3 separate regions of the Mus musculus genome follow, and all the other regions are linked to region 3. A link is a contact called in public Hi-C and HiChIP or PLAC-seq data. All regions are on one chromosome and are shown on one strand. Each heading gives the region's core, a stretch centred on a gene start, on an enhancer-like site or on the middle of the called end of the contact. The rest is flanking DNA. Distances are from core to core; before and after follow the strand shown.

The links. A called contact is a pair of places that touch in the nucleus more often than the background predicts. HiChIP or PLAC-seq counts read pairs in DNA pulled down with a chosen protein or histone mark.
Region 1: a contact with region 3 is called in a Hi-C map of the N1E-115 cell line, with 10 times the contacts expected there. The contact joins two enhancer-like sites. A contact is called at or near these places in 2 of 15 datasets of contacts at CTCF or cohesin (the NIH/3T3 cell line and pro-B cells), 17 of 484 Hi-C or Micro-C datasets (the C2C12 cell line, the HL-1 cell line, the N1E-115 cell line and 6 more), 9 of 115 datasets of contacts at active chromatin or transcription factors (the HPC-7 cell line, the NIH/3T3 cell line, Th17 cells and 6 more) and 2 of 9 other capture datasets (liver and pancreatic islet).
Region 2: a contact with region 3 is called in a FOXA1 HiChIP or PLAC-seq map of pancreatic cancer cells. The contact joins two enhancer-like sites. A contact is called at or near these places in 1 of 15 datasets of contacts at CTCF or cohesin (large pre-B cells), 3 of 484 Hi-C or Micro-C datasets (cerebral cortex, double positive thymocytes and peritoneal macrophages), 2 of 115 datasets of contacts at active chromatin or transcription factors (bone marrow-derived macrophages and pancreatic cancer cells) and 3 of 9 other capture datasets (adipose tissue, embryonic stem cells and liver).

Annotation. Positions count from the first base shown.
Region 1 is chr15:78,826,322-78,830,471 of GRCm38.p6, reverse strand. No RefSeq gene overlaps it. Among named protein-coding and RNA genes, the nearest start is that of Cdc42ep1, 14 kb to the left of the region's middle. Within about 2 kb of position 2,016, at least 55 of the 459 cell types and tissues checked have an H3K27ac peak or open chromatin away from gene starts, as enhancers often do. A contact at or near this core is called in the C2C12 cell line, the HL-1 cell line, the N1E-115 cell line and 2 more, where this site is marked.
Region 2 is chr15:78,448,733-78,452,750 of GRCm38.p6, reverse strand. Tmprss6 (transmembrane serine protease 6) reads left to right here. Exons shown (of 18, transcript NM_027902.2): 10 at 166-275. Among named protein-coding and RNA genes, the nearest start is that of Tmprss6, 18 kb to the left of the region's middle. Within about 2 kb of position 2,495, at least 218 of the 459 cell types and tissues checked have an H3K27ac peak or open chromatin away from gene starts, as enhancers often do. A contact at or near this core is called in adipose tissue, bone marrow-derived macrophages, cerebral cortex and 1 more, where this site is marked.
Region 3 is chr15:78,622,456-78,626,672 of GRCm38.p6, reverse strand. No RefSeq gene overlaps it. Among named protein-coding and RNA genes, the nearest start is that of Gm52187, 4.7 kb to the left of the region's middle. Within about 2 kb of position 1,807, at least 133 of the 459 cell types and tissues checked have an H3K27ac peak or open chromatin away from gene starts, as enhancers often do. A contact at or near this core is called in the C2C12 cell line, the HL-1 cell line, the N1E-115 cell line and 5 more, where this site is marked.

The sequences.
Region 1 (4,150 bases), core at 767-3,266, 200 kb before region 3:
AGAGGCCAACACTGAATGCCTTCCTTAGTTGCTTCCCCCCCCCCCCAATAGGACCCCTCTGTGCTGACTAGGCTGGCCTTGAACTTACTGAGATCTGAGATCCACCTGCCTCTGCCTCTGCCTCCTTAGCAGTGAATTGAAGGTGGACATTACTACATCCCACATCTACCTTATATTTTGAGACGGGGTCTCTCAGTGAGCCTGGAGCCCACTGATTGGCTAGAGTAGGAATCCTGGTACCTTCATCTCCCCAGCTCTGAGATTGTAGGAACGTGTGTTGTAAGATGGACGGTGGTGGTGGTTGTTGCCTTTAGCCCCAGCACTCAGTGGTAGTGGTAGGTGAATCATTTCTGTGAATTCGAGGGCTCCCTGGCTACACAGTGAGTTCAAGAAAGTCAAGGATACAAAAGAAACCCTGTCTCAAAAAGAACAAAACAAAACAAAACCCACCAAAAAAACAAAAAAACAAAAAACAAAACAAAAACAAGACAAAAAAAAAACCCCAAAAAACAAAACAAAACAAAACAAAAAAAACCAGGGCCAGAAAGATGTTAAGTACGGTGGCTACTCTTTCAGAGGCCCTGAGTTCAAGTCCCAGTACTCACATGGTGGCTCACAACCATCTGCAATGGGATCTGGTGCCCTCTTCTGGTGTGCAGGCATACATGCAGGCAGGACACTGAATACATAGTAAATAAATAAATCTTTTTTTAAAAATTTAAAAAATAGCTAATTAAAAAAATGAAACAAAGAAAACTCAAGGAAAGAGGAAAAAGAAAGAAAGAAAGAAAGAAAGAAAGAAAGAAAGAAAGAAAGAAAGAAAGAGAGAAAGAGGAACCTGTGTCACACAATGCCTGGTTTCTGACACAGGTGATGGAGATCACCTAATTCTGGACCTCATATTCTTCAGTAAGCACCTTACTGCCTGAGCCAGCTCTCCAGCCCAGCAAATGGCCTCTTCTTCTTCTTCTTTTTTTTTTTTTTTTTGGTTTTTCGAGACAGGGTTTCTCTGTATAGCCCTGGCTGTCCTGGAACTCACTCTATAGACCAGGCTGGCCTCAAACTCAGAAATTCACCTGCCTCTGCCTCCCAAGTGCTGGGATTAAAGGCGTGCGCCACCATGCCCAGCCTCTTTATTTTTTTTTAAAGATTTATTTATTTATTTATTTATTTTATTTAATTTTTTGTCTTGTTTTGTTTTGTTCTGTTTTTGAGACAGGGTTTCTTTGTGTATCCTTGACTTTCTTGAACTCACTGTGTAGCCAGGGAGCCCTCGAATTCACAGAGATGATTCAGACACACCAGAAGAGGGCATACACACCAGAAGAGGGCGTCAGATCCCATTACAGATGGTTGTGAGCCACCTTGTGGTTGTGGGGATTTGAACTCAGGACCTCTGGAAGAGCAGTCAGTGCTCTTACCCACTGAGCCATCCCTCCAGCCCGAATGCCCTCTATATGAAGCGGTCTTTTGTCCAGAAGCCCTGGAATCTTTGCTTCTGTGTATCCTGCCTCTCACTAAGTCCATGATACTACAGAAGCTCATTCCCTCCTATGTACTGTGGGGGAAACTGAGGCCCACAGAAGCTCAGAAATGTGGGGAACTAACGCCATGAACTCTGAGTACCTCATTTGGGGTTTGTGCCTGGACGTGGGACCTTGGTTTGAGGTTTCCCCACCATTCCTGTCAACTCCTTTGCCTGTTAACGCCCTTTGAACCCGAGATGGCTGCTTCTGCCGACACAAGGTGCAGGCAGGTGGTTTGTGAACCACTTGGGCTGTAGGCTCCTTGAGGACAGGTGGGCTTCGACCTGGGGTGGGAGAAGTGAGGCCATGAGAAACTGTGCCATCCCCAGGGTAAGCCCTCCTCTAGATGGTGTCAGTGAGACGTGCTGTGCTGCTGACAACCCTGAGGATGGCAGAGGGAGGAAAGCCAGCAGCCAGCCAGCATCCTGCTTGCCCCACCTGACACCCAGCGTGCCCTGGCTGGCGGCTGCTGTGATTCACCACCTCTGAGCCCCAGTTTCATGTGTAATCAGGAAACGGCTGCTGGAGAGCCTAGGGCACTTTCTGCTGAGCCCTACACCCTCCCAGAAGCTCAGGGAGAGGCTAAGGAGGTGGCCAGGGGGCTGTCTCAAGAATTTGCATAATTTGTTCTTTTCTTTTAGGAGGGTGAGAAATCCCCAGGATTCCATTTCCCTGGGAAACCAGCCCACCCCTTATCCATCCACCCTCTGCTGTGCCAGTTGCCAGAGCCCGAGACAAGCAGGGCTTTCCAGAAGCTTCCTGGGAGAGAGAGAGACCACTGCTTCTTTTGCTGCGGTCATTATGGAAAGTGCTTGGACGGGCACCTGGTCAGCTCGTTCAGCGGCTGCACGAGATGGCGGGCACTGTCTTCAGCATACACTGAGATATTGAATGTGTTAGCTAGAAACAGCAAAGGTGAAGGACAGAGTCTGTACAAAGGCCAAGAGAGTGTAGCGTGGGGCTAGCACTAGAAGGGAATGATGGGGAAGGGGGATTTGAAGGTGCCATTTCCCTTTCAGTGATCTCTTTGAGGAAGCCGTGAGAGACTTTTGAGCAGGGTTCTGTGGTGTATTATGAACGCTAGGATTATGGAATGGTGGCTGTCTGGAGGGGCCAGACCAGGCTCGGGGACTAGTGACACAGTAGCGCTGGGATCCTGGTGGAAGATGGGGAGATCTGGGGGCCTGAGAGATGGCTCAGTGGGTAAAGCGCTTGGTGCACAAACATGAGGACCTGCGCTCTGGATCCCAGAGCCCATGAGAAAAGCCAAGCGAAGCAGCAAACCCGTAACCTCTGGCCTCCACCTGTGCACGCAGGGACACCAGCGCACAGCACACAGACACAAAGATGGCGACACCTGAGCTAGGATAGTGGTTCTAGAGTGGAAAGTCCAGGAGTGGGACTTCCGGGAGCACACAGTGCTTAGCTGACACGGGAATGAGTGAGTGAATGAGTTCCGTGGCAGGGGAGATGGAGGAGGGTGGATTTATGGAGAGTCGGTAACTCAGAACATGGGAAGTTATTTAGTAGGGGACATTTAAGGAAGGCCTCAAAGGCTGGGTAGGAGCTGTGCAGAGGCCCACTGAGGAAAGGCAGGCCTCCCTAGACAGAGGAGGGGAAGCCTCAGTGGGAAGTATGAATGGTGAACATTAAATTAGGGGGGTGGATAATTGGGGAATCAAATATCGGAAGCCTTGGTTATCTTTCCACAGATAATTGGGGGTCAGGTTGGCAGGTAGGCTGAGAGGGGAGATTTTCAACATGTGTACTGGTTTCCTGCAGCTACGTAACAAAAAAGCAGGGAGCTGGTGGCTGAGTGCAACAGAAAGGGTGTCTTCTGCCTCTTCAGGGCAGGAGACTGAGATCAACGTGTGTGGGGCCCCAAAGACTCCAAGAGGATTGATTCTCCCCTGTCTCCAGGCTGCTTCCTTGTGGCCTTCCCTGGGTCTTCTCTTGTTCTAAGGACATGTGAGGTATCCAGATGCTAAAGTCACAGTCACAGGTTCCAGACCAAGTGTTGGGGAGCAATACTATCACAAACTAGTGCTCTCCTCTGTTCCTCTCCTCCTCGTGGTGAACTGGGTGGCCCTCAGGCACGTGGGCCACGCTCTCGGGGCAGAGGAGTGTTAAATTAATTAACTAGCCCGCCCATTCATCGCTCTCTGCCTGGAAGCTAGGACCTGGAGGCAGCAGCCTATAGGCTGCGCGCGCCACCGTGTGTCTATCTTGGAGAATGGCAGAAGGCGGCTCTCAGTCTTTGCATCTATTCTGCACATGCTTATACACATATGTGAGTGTGTGTTTATATAGATTATGTGGGTAACCCCTACAAGCCCCCCTCCCACACCGCCTTATAGCAACTCTCCCAACAAGAATCCTGACCGTCTTGGACCTTAGTCCGGTTTTGTTCTCTGTGGATGTGAACGATGCTCTAGTTCTGGTTGGTGTCTTGCATTTGGCATCTAGAAGGGCTCATCCACAGAGCTGCCACAGGTGTGCATTGACGGGCGTAGCTGTATTTGCTCACTGTGTAAGAGTTCCCCCTTTTTTTCCATCAGGTTCGCTCTTAGTGGGTATTTGAGTGGCGGCGAGGTGCTGCATCCTTTGGGGGGACCCATGTGCAC
Region 2 (4,018 bases), core at 1,246-3,745, 170 kb after region 3:
AATCCTTAGGGCTTCAGGGACAGGAGGAGTGACATCCCACCTGGCCCAAGTACTCACAGGCTAAGTACAAGGTGGAAGGGTGGGGCTAGTTTATCGGAACAGGCACATGCCCAAGCTCGCCCACACCCGCTATGCCGCACACGATTGCCTGCCCTCCTTTCCCAGGTACCCTCTCTGGACTACGGCTTGGCGCTCTGGTTCGATGCCTACGCACTGAGGAGGCAGAAGTACAACCGACTGTGTACTCAGGGCCAGTGGATGATCCAGAACAGGAGGTAGCCTTCCCCTCCCCATCACTCGGACCTCATGCTCCTACCCATGCTGGGCCTGGGGGGTAGCAGAGGGTGGTGAGCGGAGGCTGAAGACAGCAAAGTCTCTCCTGACTATCCATCCTGTCCTGACTGTCCCTCCTGTCCTGACCAGCCTTTCCCCAGATACCCAGCAGGCTCCAGCACGCATTTCACCATCCTGTCCGTCCCAGTCAGGGTAAATGGTGGAGCTGCCTTGACTTCTGTAACCACATGGCTCTACCAACGATGGGGACAGGGCACAGGGCACTTGAGAGCACATGGCCTTTCTTCCACTCCCCTACAGTCCGAGGACGCCATTGTCTTTGCTGCCGTTGACTTCCATGGGGACAGTAGCTCTCAGGGTTACCCTGTGTATTTGTGTTCCCTGCAGTGTCCTGCCTGTTCGCTTGGCCTCCTGGCAAGGAGGTGTCTAGCTAAGAACGTCCTCTTGGGAGCTTGCAGGGGGCAGAGGGAGCTGTGAAGTGACGTGTGTGTGTGTGTGTGTGTGTGTTGGGGGCTAGCCAGAAGGATGAAGATGGACAGTCCTCTTGGGCCAGCAACTGAGGATACCGCTAAGCCCCATTTGCCCATTAGTTGATCTTATTCTAGATAGAGGGTGGCAAGGAGTGACAAAGCTGGATTTTTCCAATATGTTGGGGACAGTGACAAAAAGGAGGTAAACTGTCCGAGATGTGATGTGAGTCCGTGCTGTCGTAGCAACAGGCTACTGTGTGACATAAGCCTGATATGCCTAGGGGTCAGAAGGTCTGCATGGGGAAGGGCGCTGTCTTGTGTGCCCTTCTTCATGTGGCTCCCTCAGCCACCAGCCCACTCCGGGAGCTGCTTACTGGCTTCTGGTTTCGGCACCAGAGCCCATGACTGGAGTTTTCTGAATGAAGGTGCTGTGTTTTCAGCCATGACCCCTCCCTGAGTGTTGTCACTATCTCTGAGAGGCCAGAGGGAGAGGGAATAGCCTTGGGCCTAGCACTCTCTTGCAGCCTGTGCCTAAGGCCCATTAGTCTAGGTTGATCCTGTGCCAAGTGTTGTGGGGCCCCAGAGCTCAGTTTCTGCACAACAGAAACACTAGCTTCACCGGGGTAACTCAGATGGGTCACAGTAAGGCTCCTCCCAGTGGTTGTCAGTCACAGGCAGTTAGACTGGGGCTCAAAGCCTGGCTCCCCTGGTTCCTTCTTGGGCAAGACTTACCTCTCCCAGCCTCTGGAACTTATCTGAGTGTGCTGAGACTGGGATGGACTCTGAGGACGAAGTGCTCACCTAACATAGCATGATTTCTGGGCTCCACCTGGTAGCCCCCAATAAGAAAGAAAGAAAGAAAGAAAGAAAGAAAGAAAGAAAGAAAGAAAGAAAGAAAGAAAGAAAGAAAGAAAGAAAGGAAGGAAGCCATGGACATGCAAGATGGCTGAGTGGGTTAAGAGGCTTGCCGGCAAGTTTGAGGACCTGAGTTCAGTCCCTGGAACCAACATGGTGGAAGGAGGGGACTGACTCCCAGAAGTCATTGCTTCCCCTCCACAGACCTGCTGTCCCAAACAAGAGTGTGTTCTATTACACAGAAACAAACAAAGCAAAGGGCCTGGAACGAGACGCCTTCCACTGGAGACTAAATAAGATGGTGGGTGGAGACGGTACCAACCACAATCGCTAAATGGCTCTTACTCGGTGCCACACAGGTGTGGAAAGCGATTATGTGCTCCCCACAGTCGAGCAAGGGAGGCGGACTCAGATCCTGTCCTTAACCTGCTTTCTGCGGCTGTAACAAAATTGCCAAGGCAGGGAAGTTTATAAAGAATAGAGGTTTGTGCAGCTCCTGGTGGCGAAGGCTGGAAGTCTAAGAAAGCAGCATAAGACTCTGGCTTTCTGCTGAGTCATAGTGGGACAGAGGGTGTCAGGAGATGAGGCAGGGCCGAAGGGGCTTGCCTGATGGTGCAGGGTAGGGGTGGGGGCTTGAGGCCACCCACCAGTGCTTCCTTTATCTGCTAGATGAATGCATTCACCAGGTACAGCCCCTTCCTGACCCAATCACTTCCCTGAATGCCCTTCCTCCAAACGCCACTAGCCTAAGACATTGGAGAATCCAAGTGTGAATTTTGGTTTCAAGTATGAATTCCAGGGACTCACAGTTGAACGAGCCTCACAGCTTGTGGGAAGCCTGAGGCCCAGAGGCTGAGTCATTTGCTAAAAGTCCCTGTGGCTTGTGACGTCATCACTGAGCTCAGGCAGCTGGCCGGCCCCCAGGGCATGATTGCCCAGCCGTGTGTGTGTGTGTGTGTGTGTGTGTGTGTGTGTGTGTGTGTGTGTGTGTGTGTGTGTGTGAGAGAGAGAGAGAGAGAGAGAGAGAGAGAGAGAGGAAAAGAGCACTCAGTTGTACACTTAATTGTATGGTGTCTCCTCAGGAAGGCTCTCATCTCTCAGTAGAGCCATTCCCAGCCGATGGGAGATCAGGGCATCTCTGTGGCTCTCACCAGTTCCTCTGAAAGCAGCTGGGAAAGTTGCACCTCATCTCAGCCCTTCCCCTGGGATACAGGGTCCCCAGTGGAGAGTTAACTCCTTGCTCCATACAGTGAATGCCCTGGGGAGGGCAAGGCATGATGGGAAATATACAACAGAGGCCTGGGGCCTGGTCTCTGGTTATTGTGGGCTGATAAAGATAACGTCATTGCTGGGAAATTCTCTGAAGAATGTGTCCTGGAAAATCTGCTGTGTGGGTAGCAGGGGCCTGAGAGATGGAGGAAGGGAGAGGGAGACCAGGTCCTTTGGTCCAGCAATTGAGGAGTACAGGGAAAAGATGGCTGAACCCCTGTCCCCAGTGCCAGTCTAGAGACAAGGGACTCTTCTACTAGCTGGGCACCCTTGGTCCCTATCTTGTCTGTCCATTTTGTTTTCTCCTGGTTCTGCCTGCCATCCTGCTGTTCTGTTGTTCTGCTGTCCCCACAGGGTCCGCTTGCCCTTCAGTGGCCTGCAGGTGGTGGGGGTGGGGACGCGGGTCTTGTCCTTGTAAGATCTAGCTGCTGGATGCTGGGTTTCACAGAACCTCCTCACTGGGCGATACCGCAGCACTGGCTTCCCCCCTTCCAGGAACCTGCCCTCATTTCCTCTCATGTGATGTCACTCTCCTGTGACCTGCCTGACCCTTTCTGCTAACTTCCAGCCATGAGATAAGGCAGAACGACAGGCTCCAGAGGCCCCTGTAAGCCTGACTCTAAGTGGTCTTTCTGCTTCCCCAAGGCCCTGTGACTAGTGCCACTTGCAGCCACTCTGTATCAGGTCCCCCAAACCATTCTTCCAGGTTCTCTGAAATATCTGCAAGGAGGTGGGGTCAGGGGATGGCTTTCTCCTGACTATAGTTCGGCCACCACACTTACGGAGGCCTGAAGTTTGCCGAGGTCACAGAACTAACTCGTCTGGTGGCAAAGTTATATGGAGCCCGGCTCTGCAAAATGTCCTGTCCACCACAGAGCAGGCCACTGTCCCTCCCTCAGTGCTGTCTTTCTGCCCTCTGTCCTTCAGCTTGTCCATAGAAAGAGCCATGTTCACAGTGAGGCCTGACCCCTCCCACTCCTTTCTCTTATCCATGCTTCTGCCTATCCACCCAGCATCTCTCCAGCTCCTCTGTGGGAAGATGCTGATATGCCGGATTGACAGGCCTAGGAGAAAGATCCCCCTGCTAAACTCACAGGGTGGGGTGGGGTGGGGTAGCAAGGCAATCCATA
Region 3 (4,217 bases), core at 558-3,057:
ACTGGCTGTGGTTAAACAGAACATGGGACGGAGTGTCTCAGAACCAGCTGCACAGCGCTCCCAGACTCCTCGAGGGCAGCCCCAGACTACCATGCTTCTGTACCAGAAGCTGAGCTGTAACCACACCATTGGGACAAGAGAAATGTTGGCATCTTTGGAAGAAGCTGGCTGGCACTCTGCGGCACAGGCCGAGGGCAGCAGGAGGAGAGCCGGGGATGCTGGCAGCTCGAGTGGCTGATATGTTTGGCATTTTGGGTTGTGGCATCCGTGCTGGCCCGGGTGGGCTGTGCTGTCTGTGTCTCGTGCGGAACACGGAGATGTCAAGAAATCAAGGGGAGGCTGAGTGTGGAGGCAGAGAGTTGGAACCCTAGAATCTCAGAGGCCGAGGAAGGGGTGCACCATGAGTTGATGCTAGCATGGGTTACAGAGTGAGACTCTGTCTCAGAAAATGAATCCCAGTATTCAAGGAGCTAAGGCAGGAGGACTACCCATGAGTTCTAGGCCAGCCTAGAACCGTGAAACCCCATTTCAAGCAACCAAACCTCCAAACAACTCTAAGAAAAAGAAAACGGAGGGATAACTGTGGAGTCATTAGTGGTAGAGTTGTTAAGGCTAGACCACTGCCGCTTTTAAGGTAAGAGAAGAGAGTGGCCAGGGACTTTGGAGACCCAGAGAAAGTCTACCTCTTCCTTTGGGCTATCCTGGGCTAGCAGCTCAGTTGGAGACTCTGGGACCTAAAGATTACAGCTGGGAAACCCCAGATTCCTGGGGCAGGAGGTGAGCTGACAAGGTTCAGAGACAGCAGGGCATCTGGCCCAGAGCCACACAGCTGGCCTTGAGGAAAGCCAGGATCTGAACTCAGGTCTGCAGTTACTTACAATATGCCACTGGGCCATGGCAGGGTGACCAAGAAAGGGAGACAGGACAGGAACAGGAAGGGGGGGCCAAGGGGGAAGGGGAGGGCCTCTCAGCTAGTTTAGCTGACCATCCCAATAGGGGATCTTGCACCATGTAGCTCCCTCCACTGACAGTGACCTGTTTATCCTGAGTCTGGCCTTGTACTAGGCTGTTGGCCACCACCTCCCCCACATACTTGCCAGTCCCCTGTGTCTCCCTTAATCCATCCTAATGGAGAGTCCCCAGAGAGGCTCTGGACACTGCCCACAGTATAAGACTGCACACCTGAAGGTAGGTCTTTCTGCTGATTTCCGTGTCCTGTTATTCTAAGGCAGCCACGAAACAGGGAAGTTCCCCAATGCCCCCCCAATCCATCAAACTGCTCCCCACTTCCCACATGTGTCCAGCTGCTTTCTGGGTTTCCCACACTTCCTAGAGCAGACCTTCAGGCTGGCATGTCTCCCCCAACCCCTCCCTGCTTTCTCTTTGCTCCTCTGTCAGTCACTGTGACCTCTAGCTTGCACACAGTTCATCCTGGGTCCCAGCGCCAGGCCTGCGACTTGGCACTGGAAAGCGGCTGCCTCCCCTTTCCCAGGTTCTGTGGAGTCTGGCTTCTCTCCTGGAGAGCAGTTGGGAGCTTTTCCTGGTAAAGAAAACATCACTCAGCTTCTGAGAGAAGCCAATGGGATGAGAGAAAGAGACAGGGCCTGGTTCATTGTGGGAGAGGATGTGGGTACAGAGAGGGCCAGCCACTGGACTAAGATCACACAGCAATTTGGAGAAAATCCAGGACTGGACCTATCTGTCTCTCTCTGAGGGGATCTTTCTTCAGTCATTCTGGGTGAGGTCAGCTACTGCCTGGGCCTTGTAGGCCGGAGTGGCTGTTTCCTATGACTGTGGAGGAGGGGCTTGGCAGTGCCCTGGTAGGAGGAGGGGCTTGGCAGTGCCCTGGTAGGAGGAGGTTTTTGCCTTTGGCTCTTTGATGCTCATTCTCTCGAACCCCTGGGGAATGCCTGAGTCATCGCTGAGCGGCAAACATATTTAGCTCCTTTCATCGTCCCTAATAAATCAACTTCTCCAGGTCTCTCATACCAGCCTCCAGCTCCAGGCTGCCTGCCCCCGTGTCCTGTCGCCTGACATCTGGGCACTACAGAGACTTCCAGCCCCCGGTTCCTGGCAGTGGTCCTCTTGCTGTTTCCTCTCTCTCCCCAGGCATTCTGGGCCAGGCCAGGCCTCCTCCTCGTGCTGGGCTGGCCTCCGTTCAACAGCTGCGGTCCTGAAGCCTTTCAGAGCTCCCTGCGACTAGGAGCTGCCCGGCATGGCAGCAGGGATGAGCCACCCCTTAGCCCTGACCCTGGCGATCACCACAGCATCCTCTTGGCCCACCAGGGCTTGTGTTGGAGCCCGGGGAATTTCTCCGAATACCTTACCTCATCTTGTCTCGTATGGGTCATGTGGGTGCATGTGAGTGTGTGTAAGTGTACATGTGCACATGTATAAATGTCTCAGCATATACAGAGGTCAGAGGACAACTGTCAAGGGTCGCTTCTGTCCTACCTAGTGGGTCCTCAGGATCTAACCTCAGGTTTGGTGCCAGGTGCCTTTATCCATTAAGCTTTCTTGCTGGCCCCACTGGCCTAAGTATTTCAAATATACCTAGTTATTCCCATTTTACAGATGGGCAGCCTGAGGCACCGAGAAAATTACTTAAGACATGGAAGAGAGCGAGCCCTTGTACCCAGGCCTTCTGGGAGGCTATCTATCATTGCTGCTCCTCCACAGGAGTAAGTGGCAACGGGAGACCTGCTTGTCACCCCTCCCACCACTCCAGCCTAGGGAAGAGTCTGTGCTGAGCCCATTCCTGAGACATTGTTGTCTGTAGACAACTCCATTAAAGGTTAGTGCCATTAAAAGAGTTCTCAGGGAGGAAGATGCAATCCAAACAGGGAGCAGCCTGTTCCGTGGTGCATAGCCAGAAAGAAGGCGGGAGAGGCAGATGTGTGTGGTCTCTGTAAGGGAAGAAGAGGCCCCTAAAGGGCTGCTCAAGGCCACAGGCCCTAATCCCGCATCCATGATCCCCTCACCAGGTTCTGGTCAGGGGTTCAGGCTCTGTCCTTCCAGCGGCAGAAGAAAGTTCATCTGTGTGTGGTGAGCGCTGCCTGCTGGCCAGATGTAGCACTGCACTTTAGCAGACATGGGTTAAAACCACCCCTGGGGAGCTCTTAAACAGAGTAGGAGAGACCTCCTACTGTTCTGGTGTGGTGTGGTCCTGGGCCTTCTCTGTCCCTAGAAATACTTGTCCTTTGGGTTTCACAGTTTCAGGGTCCCCAGGGTCTGGAACCTATTGATGCTGTGCTGAGGCCTCAAGGTTTTTTGTTTTTTGTTTTGTTTTTGTTTCTGTTTTTCAAATCAGGTAATTTCAGCCAACTAACAATTATTTTGAACCCATTGTGTGCAGTTGCTTAGTAAGTGCACAGACAGACTTGCATGGATCTCACAGTCTGGCAGGATGAGGTGACTCTGAAACACAGGCCTGGCTGTCTAGCCTAGACACCCTCCTCCTGGATTCATCTGCCCAGCCCAGGCCTTCACTATCCCCTGTGCACGCCAGTCTGCACTGGTTCTGCACTGAGGATTTGCGTTTGACACAGTCTCACTCTGTAGCCCAGGCTATCCTTGAACTCACAGAGATCCAGCTGCCTCTGCCTCCCAAATGCTGGGATTCAAGGCGTGTGTCACCATACTCTGCGTGCTATTTTTGAAGATTATTATTATTTACATGCATGTGTACGTGAATGTGTGATGTGAGTGTATGTGTATGTGCATGTGTGTATGCATGTATGTGCATGTGTATGTGTGAGTGTGTACACATGTGGATGTTTGCATGTATGTGTGTGCATGTGTGTGTGTGTGTGCATGTGTGTGTGTGTGCACATGAGTGTGTTCACTGTGTGTCTGTGGAGGCCAGAAGAAGATGTTGGTTCTCCAGAGTTACAGGTGGTATGAGCTAAGTGGGTGCTGGAAACCAAATCTGAGTCGTCTGGGAAGACAGCAAGTACGCTTAGCTGGTGAGTCATCTCTCCAGCCTCCAGCCTTGGATGTCACAGGGGTCTTTGGGATCCCTGGCTCTGTTGCAAAGACCTTGGCACACTGTAAGCACTCAATACACAGAACAACAGAAGGAAAATATGGGCAAGTTGAGCTAGTTCAGCCAAAAGCATCTTCAAGGAGGGTCCTGATAGTGAGATTTTAGGCTGGAGCCTGAGTGGAGGGCCAGAGGAGAGCACTGGATCATGAGCCCAGGTGGCAGGGATTCTGCC